Linked DNA regions of Pogona vitticeps: region 2 is linked to region 1. The links are chromatin contacts, called in public Hi-C maps. All regions are on one chromosome and are shown on one strand. Each heading gives the region's core, a stretch centred on a gene start, on an enhancer-like site or on the middle of the called end of the contact. The rest is flanking DNA. Distances are from core to core; before and after follow the strand shown. Region 1 holds the start of REXO1 (RNA exonuclease 1 homolog). Region 2 holds the start of UQCR11 (ubiquinol-cytochrome c reductase, complex III subunit XI).

Region 1 (5,280 bases), core at 2,068-4,567:
CTACTCCGACACCCATCCTCCCCACCTAACGGGCAGTGTGGACAGCTGCAAAACAGTTCCAAGGAGCGGAATAATGTGGAATTGGAAGTCCGCCTCGCACTACATTCCCTCAGATCAGTAAAGACTTTTCCCACCGCTTCTAAGACAACTCCCGGAGAGCAGCTTCAGAGACGTTCAAGGAGGTTGTTCCTTATACTGCTTCTTTTATCGGTTTCTCAAGTCTGTCGCCTTCATTCTCCTCCCTTGACAAACCACAGATAAGACCACCAAGTCTTACACCGAGCACTGGCTCAGCGTGGTCATTTCCTATCCCAAGATCCTGCCAGCTCGCCTTCCTTCCCTGTTTCACCCCACCTCCAAGAGAACTTTTCTTTTTCTAGGCAATCCATCCACTTGTGGAACGTTTAATCTTCAAGGCGCCCACCAGGCACCTGAGCTTTCAAAGGGAATGTGTGCGTGAGTGAGGGGAAGTAGATGCTACCTCATATTTTTAGCTTGCACCTTTCATTCATGGTAAGCTGTCAAGACAGAACTGAAAAACGCAACTCAAACCCTGCTTTGGAAACTCTGGCAGGTTTCACTCCTTCGAAGTCTGCCCTAATTTTTAAAAAAAACACAAGAAACACAACACCACGTACACAAAGCAGGGACTTGTATGCTCTTGAACACCTGCACTTCAAAGCCAACCGCGCCATCTATAATTAGCTGGAAACGAGCACAGGGTGCCCAAAAAAAATGAGCTAAAATTCCCTCCCTTTCCCCCCCCACAACCCCACGCAAGGGTTATTTCAGTAACCCATTGGGGAGAATTAAAGGCTTCTAGTAAACAAGAATGGGCTGCAGCCGGAACCGGTTTCAGGAAAATGGGGATCATGGAGAAGACGCCTCGTTAATTACATTTCAGGCTATGCTGACGGGAAGGTTGCCATGTTGCGCCGCACTTCTGCCCTAAAGACAATGCAGGCTCCCACAGGTGTTTAATAAACCTCTGAACAAACACTACCAGGGCCAGGTGTAAATGGAGCCACACATCACCCTCTTCAAAAAAAGCTGGATTTGTGATCTTGCTTGTCCACTGGACCGGCAGGTAACACGCAGTCACGAACACCTGGATCCTGGGCAGCTTTTGTCATTTTCTCCCTCTGTTCTGCGGACACCTCGGCTAAGAAGCAGTTCTGGAGCCCATGATGAAAACTCATCAATCTTGTGCTGTTTCCTAATAAAGGTGTGTGGACGGCTGGATCCCCCCCTCGCTTTTCCTAGAACAGCAATTATTTATTTTTCCCCAGCTGGGGCAAGGATCCAGGAGGGACTTGGCGCCGCGAACCTCCTTATGAAAATGACCCGACCGCTCAACCAGCAAAGGGCTGAAGAGGCAAGCGAGAATTTGGTGGTGGTGTTTTCTCGGAGAAAAGGAAGGAACAGGAGAAAAGGAGGGGAAGCGATCAAAATTCCACGCAAGCTCCTTCTGCAGGGTGGTTTCCACAGCCAGGTAAGTATGGCTACTCACCTGGAATGGGGGATTTGGTTCGCCCCAAGCAAACACCTTAGGACCACACTATTCTTTCCCAAAACCTCCTCCCCCCCAAAAAAATATGTGGATGGTATGATTTTCTTTTTCCTTACCTGAGTTCTCATGGGTTAGCAAGCAACAAAGGTACTTATTCATGCTGTCACTCCTTCCAAAAATAAAAGTCTTCCCCCCCCACCCACTATGTTGCAATTTAAGAATCTACAGTATTTTTTATAGCTTCAGCCCCCCACCCAACACAAAGATGCCCCAAAACCCAGCCATGGGTGCCTGGACTTCTCTCCTAGACAGCAAAGATAAACTCAGAAAGCAAACCAGGAGGAAAGGCAAGCAGGAAACCCGTCAAAGATCCACCTTCCACATCCATGCGGTGCTCTTAAAGAGACACTTCCCTCTTTGAAGCAAAAAAGAGAAACCGCACTGAGTTATTTCTCAAGTTTAAGGGGGCTCCTGAAGGCTTATTTTACACATTTCCCCCTCTCCCTTTCCCCGAGATCAGGAGAATGCCAAGTTACAGAAGATATTTTAGTGCTAGGAATGAAAAAAGAAGTATTTTAAAAAGTTTTTTTTTAAAAAAAATCCCTACTCTCCTATACTCTTGGGCAAGTGGGAAAAGTGGCCAGAAGAAGCCATCTCGATTCCCTCAACAGAGCCTCTGAGCGCACACAAAGTTCTTTTCCCTCTTTCTCCCCCCCAACATTTCTCATGCCCCTAACCACGTGCAGAGTGTATTCTCTACTGCCGCTGCAAAGGTGGGGGCCATTTAGAGAAAAAACAGAAAGTTTAGTGTCATAACTGGAGGAAATCAAGAGGGCATCTGGGCTTAAGCAGAGTGCAACCTTTGCATGTGGAGTCCACTCTCCCAGGGCAAGGAAGAAACCAGGATAGCCCTTGAGGATGCTGGGTTAGGACCTCTGTTAGTCCCCTTTTTCTCCATCCAGCTGCTCCTCTGAGCATGCACAAAGTGCTTTTGACACAGGTGAGGTGGGATGGTCTGCTTTCCCACCCATCATGCCCCTGAGCATACACAAAGCACCTCTCGCACAGGCTGGAGGGAAGCCTCCTTCCACCCCTTCTCGCCCCTGAAGCACCTCTGAGCATGTGCAGAGCACCTTTCGGCCCATGCCTGCAGCTCCCTTTCTGGCCCACCCACCCGGCACAGCCTCTGAGCATGCGCAAAGGACTTTTGGAGTCAAGAGGCTTTATCTTGAGCGCCCTCTTGCCCTACTCGGGCCCCCCACAGCGCTTCTGATCATGCGCAGAGTTCCCTTACGCTGCCCCACTCCCTTACCTGCCCCAAGGAAGCGAAGCCGAGCTTCTGAGCATGCGCAGAAGTTCCCTCAGCTCCACCGCTCCCTCACCGGCCCCTGTGCCGCGAACCCTGAGCATGTGCAGAGCGCCTGTCACTCCCACTCTGCCGGCCCCCTTCTCCCCCCACCCCAACAAACCTCTGAGCCCGTGCAGAGCGCTTTTCAGTCCCAGGGAGCTTGGCCGCCTTCTCCTCCACCCCAATGAGCCTCTGAGCGTGTACAGAGTGCCTTTTTTCAAGAGAGGCGGAGGCGTTTCCTCCCCTCGCCCAAGGGCTTCTGAGCAGGTGCAGAGTACCGTTACCTGAGAGAGAGCGACTGGAGGAGGGGCGCCGAGGAGGAAGAGGAAGGCCCGGGGGTCCCGCCGCCGCCGCCGTGAGGGGAGCCCCCGGGGGGTGTCGGAAGTGGCAGTAGGGCCTCCCGCAGGCCGGCCCAAAAGGGCACTCGACGCCGCGGAAGAAGCCGCTGGAGCGGAGCATCCCGGCCGCCTTCCCTCGGCCGGAGGGAAGCGCCTTCTTTCCCCTCAACCGTACCCTCAGGCCGCCGCCATCTTGACTCCGGGCAAGGTAAGGCCGCGCCGGGAGCAGCCGCGCGTGCGCAGTGCCGGGAAACCTATGGGGCCGCCGCCATCTTCACTTAGGGCAAGGCGGAGGGCGGCAACCGCCGACCACAACAAGGAGACCCCGGGCGCGCATGCGTAGTCTCAGGGAGGGGCGGAGAGGCAAAATGGGCGGCCATCTTGGCTCCGTTGGGAGGGGAGCCGGGAACGTAACTACGCATGCTCAGGATTAAGGCGAGGAGGTGGGTGGGGTTACCTGCGGCGTTTGGCCGCATAACAGCCGCCATGTTAGCTAAGGGCAGATAAAACGGCCGCCGCTGACACGGGAGATCTCAAGGCGCATGCTCGGTTTCTTCCACGAGGTCCTTCACACCCCTTGCATTGGGCGGAATGACACTGGGAGCGAGGTGGCTAAGCTAAGGCCTGATGTGAAATTGGAACTAACAAATAAATAACGCCAGTAGCAGAAAGACAACGTGCCTTGGCAGTCAAAGAAAGGTTTAGGAATCTAGCAGGAGCATTAGAAATGGAATTGAAGGGTGGGGAGAAAGAAACTTGTGCTTGCCAATTTCTTTACTAGGCAAGGCTCCTCTGCCTTCTGTAGGAAGCCTTGTTGGTAGATGTAAGGAGCAATGTTTATAGTTATACCCCATTCCCAAAGCTGATTCATCACCATGCAATTTCGTCTCTTACACCAGAAGAGACCAAAAAATAAATACCATGAAAGCCATCACTCTCTTGGGTTAATCAAGACCTCCTCCCAAAAAAGTGTGCAAGCTTTTTGACTTCACAGATCATTTGTTTCCCAAAGCTGGCTTGAAGGAGCTGACTTTTGCTGACCAGGCTGATGAGAGCTGCTGTTCAACGACGTTGGGAGGGCAACCCACACACAAATGGGGGGGGGGATGCTGCCTTTTTGGCTACTCTCCGAAAAAGTAACTTTTCCTCTCTTCTTGTTATTTATTTTAAATATTTTATATTTTAAAAGGCACCAAGGCAGCTTGTAACTAGAGAATGAGCCTCATTAAAAACAGGATGACTCACTTGGTCAACAGCTGTAAAATCTGTTTACAACCCAGCAAGACAGATACACAGTTTAAAGTCAACGGGTTTGTTTGTTTGTTTTATTTAATTAACAGCAAAATGGGAAGGGGAAATGCGGTGCACACATATACAAAGCTGGGTTCAAGGCTTATCAAAAATACAGACATGGAGAAAGAGAGAGAAATACAACCCCTTTCTGCCCACAGTTCAACTCCACTCACAACAGAAAACAGCCACATTTGTGGGAGAAAAAAGTTACTTTTCCTATCTCCTCCCCTCTGAGGAAACTCCAAATTTACCCTAGTTTATAAGACAAAATGAAGCGCTCTGAAACGGATTTTGCCTCCACTGAACTGGCAGCTTAGGAATGTCCCTTTTTACAAAAAAGCTCTCCATTTTGCACTTCCCTCATCATCATCCTAACTGGCTGACAAAACTCTGGATGCTGTCGCCCCCCCCCCCCCCCAAAGTAACTTCCCTCAGTTCCAAGTCTGTGCCGTGCCTTTAGGGAAGGAAAACCTGGGAACATATCGCTCTCTTCACAAAAAAATATAGTATTTCTAGTTGTAGACCTGAAAAATCAAAATCCTTCTCTAAAGCTTGCTACCTGATTCAAATTTGTGTTCCAAGAATACCCGTCAATTCCCAACAAGTGCTGCTTTTTCCATAAATATTTTCATAGGTTGTTCAAGCTCTGCAATTCTAAGATCACTGTCATTATTAAATAAGCCTGCATGATTATATCTTCTAGAACAGAAACAATGGGAGTCATACATTCAAAAGTTTTCCCCAGACAATTATATGAGTGAGGAAACAAATATTTGGTCCTCCATCTATCC
Region 2 (5,280 bases), core at 1,084-3,583, 220 kb before region 1:
ACTACATACAAATCCCCAAATCTCTGGGCAGCTGGGGATTCTGGAAGCTGTAGTCCAAAATTATCATAATATTCCCAACCACTAAATTCTCTCTGTCCATCCCTTTTAAATGATATAGTACTGTATACTGTTACTTTTCTACTGAGAGTCCTCGGTTTGAAGGCAGAAATAAAGAACTTGTCCTGCTTTTCGACTCTGACTCCCATGAGCTGCAGCCAAGGGTCAAGCAGGATAGGGAATGTAGTCTGGCATCTCTAGGCTTCCCCTGGTTCACTTGAACCTTTAAAGATAATGCCTAAAAAAGGAGGGCCGAGACCCCTTGCGTGGCCGAACTGCAGTAATTTATTTTTTTGTTTGATTGATTTCTATCCCACCCTGGTAGCCGAAACCAACATCATTTTCTTTTCACTCTGGCAAGATTAAATTATTGTGCAAATACAGTCAGCACATGCAAATCAGAATGTGCCAATTTTACTGAGACTGGACTAAACCGCAGAAGCCTGTGCTGCAGGGTCAGAAGACCAGCAGTCGTAAGTTCGAATCCACGCAACGGAATGAGCACCTGTCGCCTGTCCCAGCTCCCGCCAACCTAGCGGCTTGAAAGCATGCAAATGCGAGTAGATAAATAGGGACCACCTCGGTGGGAAGGTAAACAGCGTTCTGTGTCTAAATCACACTGGCCATGTGACCATGGAAAGATTGTCTTCGGACAAACGCTGGCTCTATGGCTTGAAGAGCGGGATGAGCGCCGTCCCCTAGAGTCGGACACGACTGGACAAAAATTGTCAAGGGGAACCTTTACCTTTTCATGTTTTATGGTATTTGTGTGTGTTGTATACTTTCCTGTTATTTCCATATACCAAACTGCATTCATATCTTGCACTTATTTTTCCGATTTCTGTCCGTTTCCCCCTTGCACTTAATATTTTCTCCTTTAAAAATAATGGTGTGCAGTTTTATTACTCTCTTGATCTTGATTATTTTTCTAGCATAAGCAAACATGGTTTATATGAAAACATAATAAGGATTTAAATTAAAACAATATAACACAGGAGTTTCCACATTGCCTTCTTTCTAATACTGTATTCAGAAAATATTCCTATTTTTTGTCCAATAATATATAGTCCAGTTTTGTTGCCCAGGAAGGGCAAAATGGAAGCAAAAGGCTTAGGCACCCCAAAGGAAACTTAGTACAAGGTAAAACCTTTATTACAACTTTTTCATTGATAGGTATACAACATCTGAAAGACAGATACAGGGGAGGGGCGGAAAACAAAAAAAGTAATATTGTTATAAAATGTCACATTTATTGCTACATTACTGTTATATACAAGACAGTTCTCAAAATTCTACTTTTAAAAAAGTTAAGGATTATTTAAAAATTCCAAATAATCCAGCCAGCTGTTTTTTTTATTTTCTTGACACTTGTATAAAATTATTATTATTTCTTTTTTCTTTTTTTTTAAAAAAGGAACACAATCCATATCTTGAGGCACTCGGAAACACAATTTAACCCCCCCGTGCTCCCCCAATTCCAGAAATTGTGATTCAGTCCAAAAAATGTTCCCCATACTACCCCCCTCCCACAAATACTTTTTTTCTGTTTTCCTTTTTTTAAATTGGGGTTAGGCATATTTTTTATATTTATATTTATATATATATATATTTATACTATATATATATCTTTCAAAACTATAATGTGTATCTGATTTAATAACAAGGTTTTCAGCCAACTAGGTGCAGCTGGATTTACACAAAGGCAGCAAAAGAAGGAAAGAATGAATGAATGAATGAACGAACGAACGAAACAAAGAAACCACCAAGACCCCAATCCAAATAAAGTTGAGACTGTAGCCCCCCAAAAAAGAAAGCAAAGGGACTTCAGCTGATGTGTTCATATCTGTGAGACACCATCTAGCCGGATGGTGGCTGCCGCCACCTCCCCCCCGGCTGCAAGAAAAGGACCCATTTTTAAATTTCATTTTTTAATATATATATATAAACATCCCACAACAAAAAAAAACAAACCCTCAAAACAAAGTTAAGAGGTATGCCTCCCCACCCGTCCTAAAAAAATATATCTTAATGGGAATCAAGTTACATTTTGTTCTGCACTGCTTGACCCCTATATATTTTTTTTAACTAAAACGTTATTTTTTTTCTATGATGCTGTTTCTCCTAAGACTTTTTTTGTCGTCCCTTTTTGACTCCTAAAACCCCATCGTCCTTCACCCTCCCCACCAAAACGAAAAACAAAACCATCTCAAGATTTTTTGGGGGGTGCCATCTTCTGTTACAAACCTAAACTGGTTTCAAACCTGTTTCCTTGCCATTTCGAAGCTCCTGGAAGCAGGGGGTCAGGATAATATAGGTCTAAGAGAGTGGGCCCACAGAGGGTGGCCAGTAATGCTTCCCCCACCACAAAAATTATCCACACCTTCATGAAACAGCAGGACTTCTTCCCCAGTTACAACAGGTTTGAAACTGGTTTAGAGCTTGTAGTGTAGACACCCCGTTAGAAACCCTTCCCCATCAACAGAAGACCTGCAAACAACAGAAAACAAAACGAAACAATGAACAACTTAAAAAAGGAAGGAGGGGAAACTAGTGTGTGTGTGTGTGTGTGTTTAAGCAGGTTAAAGAGATCTGGCGTTAAAATAAGGTTCTCCCATTTCTCACCTTGCAGAGATATTTAACCAGAGCAGTGGTGGGGTTGGAGAAATGAGCTCGCTTTTGTATCTGCATGGAATTTTGCTCATCGGGACTCAACCAGCCCTCTTGGTCTCAGGGAGGCTCTTATGGTGTTGTCTCAAGAGATTTCCTCCTCTTCTACTCCCGAGGAGAACTTTCTCCAGTTTTCTAGCTTGGTGCAGATGTGCCGACGCAAGGGTGAACACCCACATCTGCAGTCAGAAACTGAGACCACTGAAGCTGATACCTACAATGGCTTCACTAATCGTAGGTACCAACTCTTCCCCCTTTTCCGTGTGGGAGACTAAGGCTGTGGCCCAGGCAGAAATTCTTCAGGTCTGGCCAGATGAATCCCCAGGAGGTCCCCTTTTTCTGCCAGGCTTTCTTTCTTCAAAGAATCAGCTATGTTGGGTGGGGAGGTCAACGAGACGCTTGGCATTCCCTCTCTAATTTCTCCCCAGAACCTCGCTGTTTGTAGACTCCGGGGGCCCATGACCCAGCCTCAAATCCATGCCTCTCCCCAGAAGCCATGTCCGCAGGCACAGAACACACCTTCCTCCCTTTTGGGCTGCAACGTGGGAGCACAAAGGAACGTAGCCAGTGGGTGAATCTGCCATCAAACCCCTCCTTCCCATCTGGGACTGATGCAAAGAGACTGAGACTGAACCTTGCAGGCAACAGAGGGGAACGAAGATTCGACCAGCTTTCTCTCCGAGAAAGGGAATCCATGTGTGCATGTGAATACAGGATGCAGGGGAGACCAAACCGCTCCAAACATCCATTGGGAGATGGGACCTTGACCAGCCGGTGGCGGTTCTTCCAATCTTCCGGACCACAACAGCTGAGCTTATGTCTTCTGAACAAATCCGTCCTGGTGCACGGTCGGTACCAGATCATTTCCTTTGAAACATATTGCAACAGAGGGGATTCACCTGTCATGCATATCTTCCTCGGAGGGGGGAGGGGTTGCTTTTGCTGGATGCGGCCGCTTTTGTTCTCTCTCTCTCTTTTGGTCCAGAGTGCATCTTTTCATTTTGTTCTGCCTCCAAGCTGATTGATAGCGTTGGAACTTTTTGTCGTTCTTGTTTTTCTTGGCTCCCAGCTTTCCTGCCTCTTGTTCCCCCCTTTGGATCGCTCCAGGGCATGAAGAAAAATGTGCCTTTTGAAGGCAGAATCTATGTCCTTTTTCTTTGCACCCGCTTCTTTTCAACATCTGGGTTGTCCAGGACACGCGATGGGCTGGTTTTAGGGCGGTCTTCCATTAAGACCCGCACCCTACAGCACCGAGGAAGCGAACTTCTTTCTCCTTATAATCCCTTTGCCTCCCCTTAAAAAGGGGCCACTGTACTTTTTAAAAAATTCCACGTCTAGAGGGAGATGGAAGAGAGCATAGCAAAACCTAAGACTTTTAAAGCATCTTTTAAAAAGATTTTGGGTCGCAACGCTGGATAATTCCGTTGTCAACTTCTCCCAAAACCCTTCCGTATCCAAAGACATTGAGTGGAAAAGAGATAAAACCAGTACATTCTGTTCTTTTTTTTTCATATATAATGGAAGTCACCAGCCAATTATGGACATTTATTAGCCCTGCCTTGCTGAATCCACCTTAACAGCTTTTCCAGAGCTGAAATAACAACACACAAGTCCCATTGACTCTTCTTTTTCGGTTCCTCTGTTTCTTTTCGAACATCTGGTCTCTTCGTACAAACCTTTTTTTAAAATAATATTTCAGGTTGATCTTATTTCAAAAATAATATGCAACGTGAATGATAGAAACAGCAGCAGAAAAAAAAATCAAGCATGGGGAAAAAGTCTCTCTCTTTTTACACATTTTTCCGTTGTTGCTTACAAAACATATATGCAAAAGAAGCTCTTTTTAAAAAAACAAAACAAAACCCAAAAGGCATTACTATGTTTGTTCTACGTTAAAAAAATGATCATAACTAATGTTCTTTTTTTCCCACCCACCCACCCATCCAAAACAGAAAGACAAAGAAAAATAATAAACGCATAGGCACAATTTTGTTTTTCCTGCTGGCCTTTTGTGAACAAGCCACTTGTATTTTTTAAAAAAAGATCCCCCAAGGATATGTATCAAGAGTTCCACAATATACACTTAAGGCAAACTTTGCAGTTGGTTTTGTGTATGTTTTTCTTCTCTTATTCTGATTTGACAACGTCGTTGCTTTTCTTTTCAAGTTCCTTCTAGCAAGCTGATAAGTCCGTTGCCGTGCGTCGGGTATTTGAAACAGGGCTGCGCAGTTTTTGCTTCGTTTTTGGTGCAGACACACGTCGGGGCATGTGTTTGCATGTGAGTCAGTAAAATGCCTTTCCCTTCTTCCTTGCGGACGTCTGCTCCCCACGTAAAGTAAAAACCTGCAAAGAGACAATCCGTTAACTATTTTATTTATGAGCGCTGTTTATATTCAATCTTTTCCCTCACGGAGCTTGGAAATCACATGTCAGGGAGCAGCGATGTCACACCATACCTTTGAAAAATTGTGTGACTTTATTTTAGCCTTTTATTATTTGGATTGTTTTAATGGGCTTTGCGGATTAGAATTCCTTTCCAGCCGGTGAGCTGCCTGG

The links. Hi-C and Micro-C count contacts between places; a contact is called where the count stands out from the background.
Region 2: a contact with region 1 is called in a Hi-C map of blood, with 11 times the contacts expected there. The contact joins the promoter of UQCR11 here to the promoter of REXO1 in region 1. A contact is called at or near these places in 2 of 2 Hi-C or Micro-C datasets (blood and muscle).

The regions. Positions count from the first base shown.
Region 1 is chr7:15,202,358-15,207,637 of PviZW2.1, reverse strand. REXO1 (RNA exonuclease 1 homolog) reads right to left here and starts at 3,317. Exons shown (of 16, transcript XM_020780809.3): 1 at 3,143-3,317. The coding sequence starts at 3,317. SIRT6 (sirtuin 6) reads left to right here and starts at 3,275. Exons shown (of 8, transcript XM_020780869.3): 1 at 3,275-3,404. It overlaps KLF16 (KLF transcription factor 16), which reads right to left. Exons shown (of 2, transcript XM_072978761.2): 2 at 4,508-5,280.
Region 2 is chr7:15,424,494-15,429,773 of PviZW2.1, reverse strand. It overlaps UQCR11 (ubiquinol-cytochrome c reductase, complex III subunit XI), which reads right to left and starts at 2,333. Exons shown (of 4, transcript XM_078379088.1): 1 at 2,319-2,333. The coding sequence starts at 2,333. The region is part of intron 5 of MOB3A (MOB kinase activator 3A); the gene reads left to right. It overlaps TCF3 (transcription factor 3), which reads right to left. Exons shown (of 20, transcript XM_020780846.3): 20 at 1,183-5,067.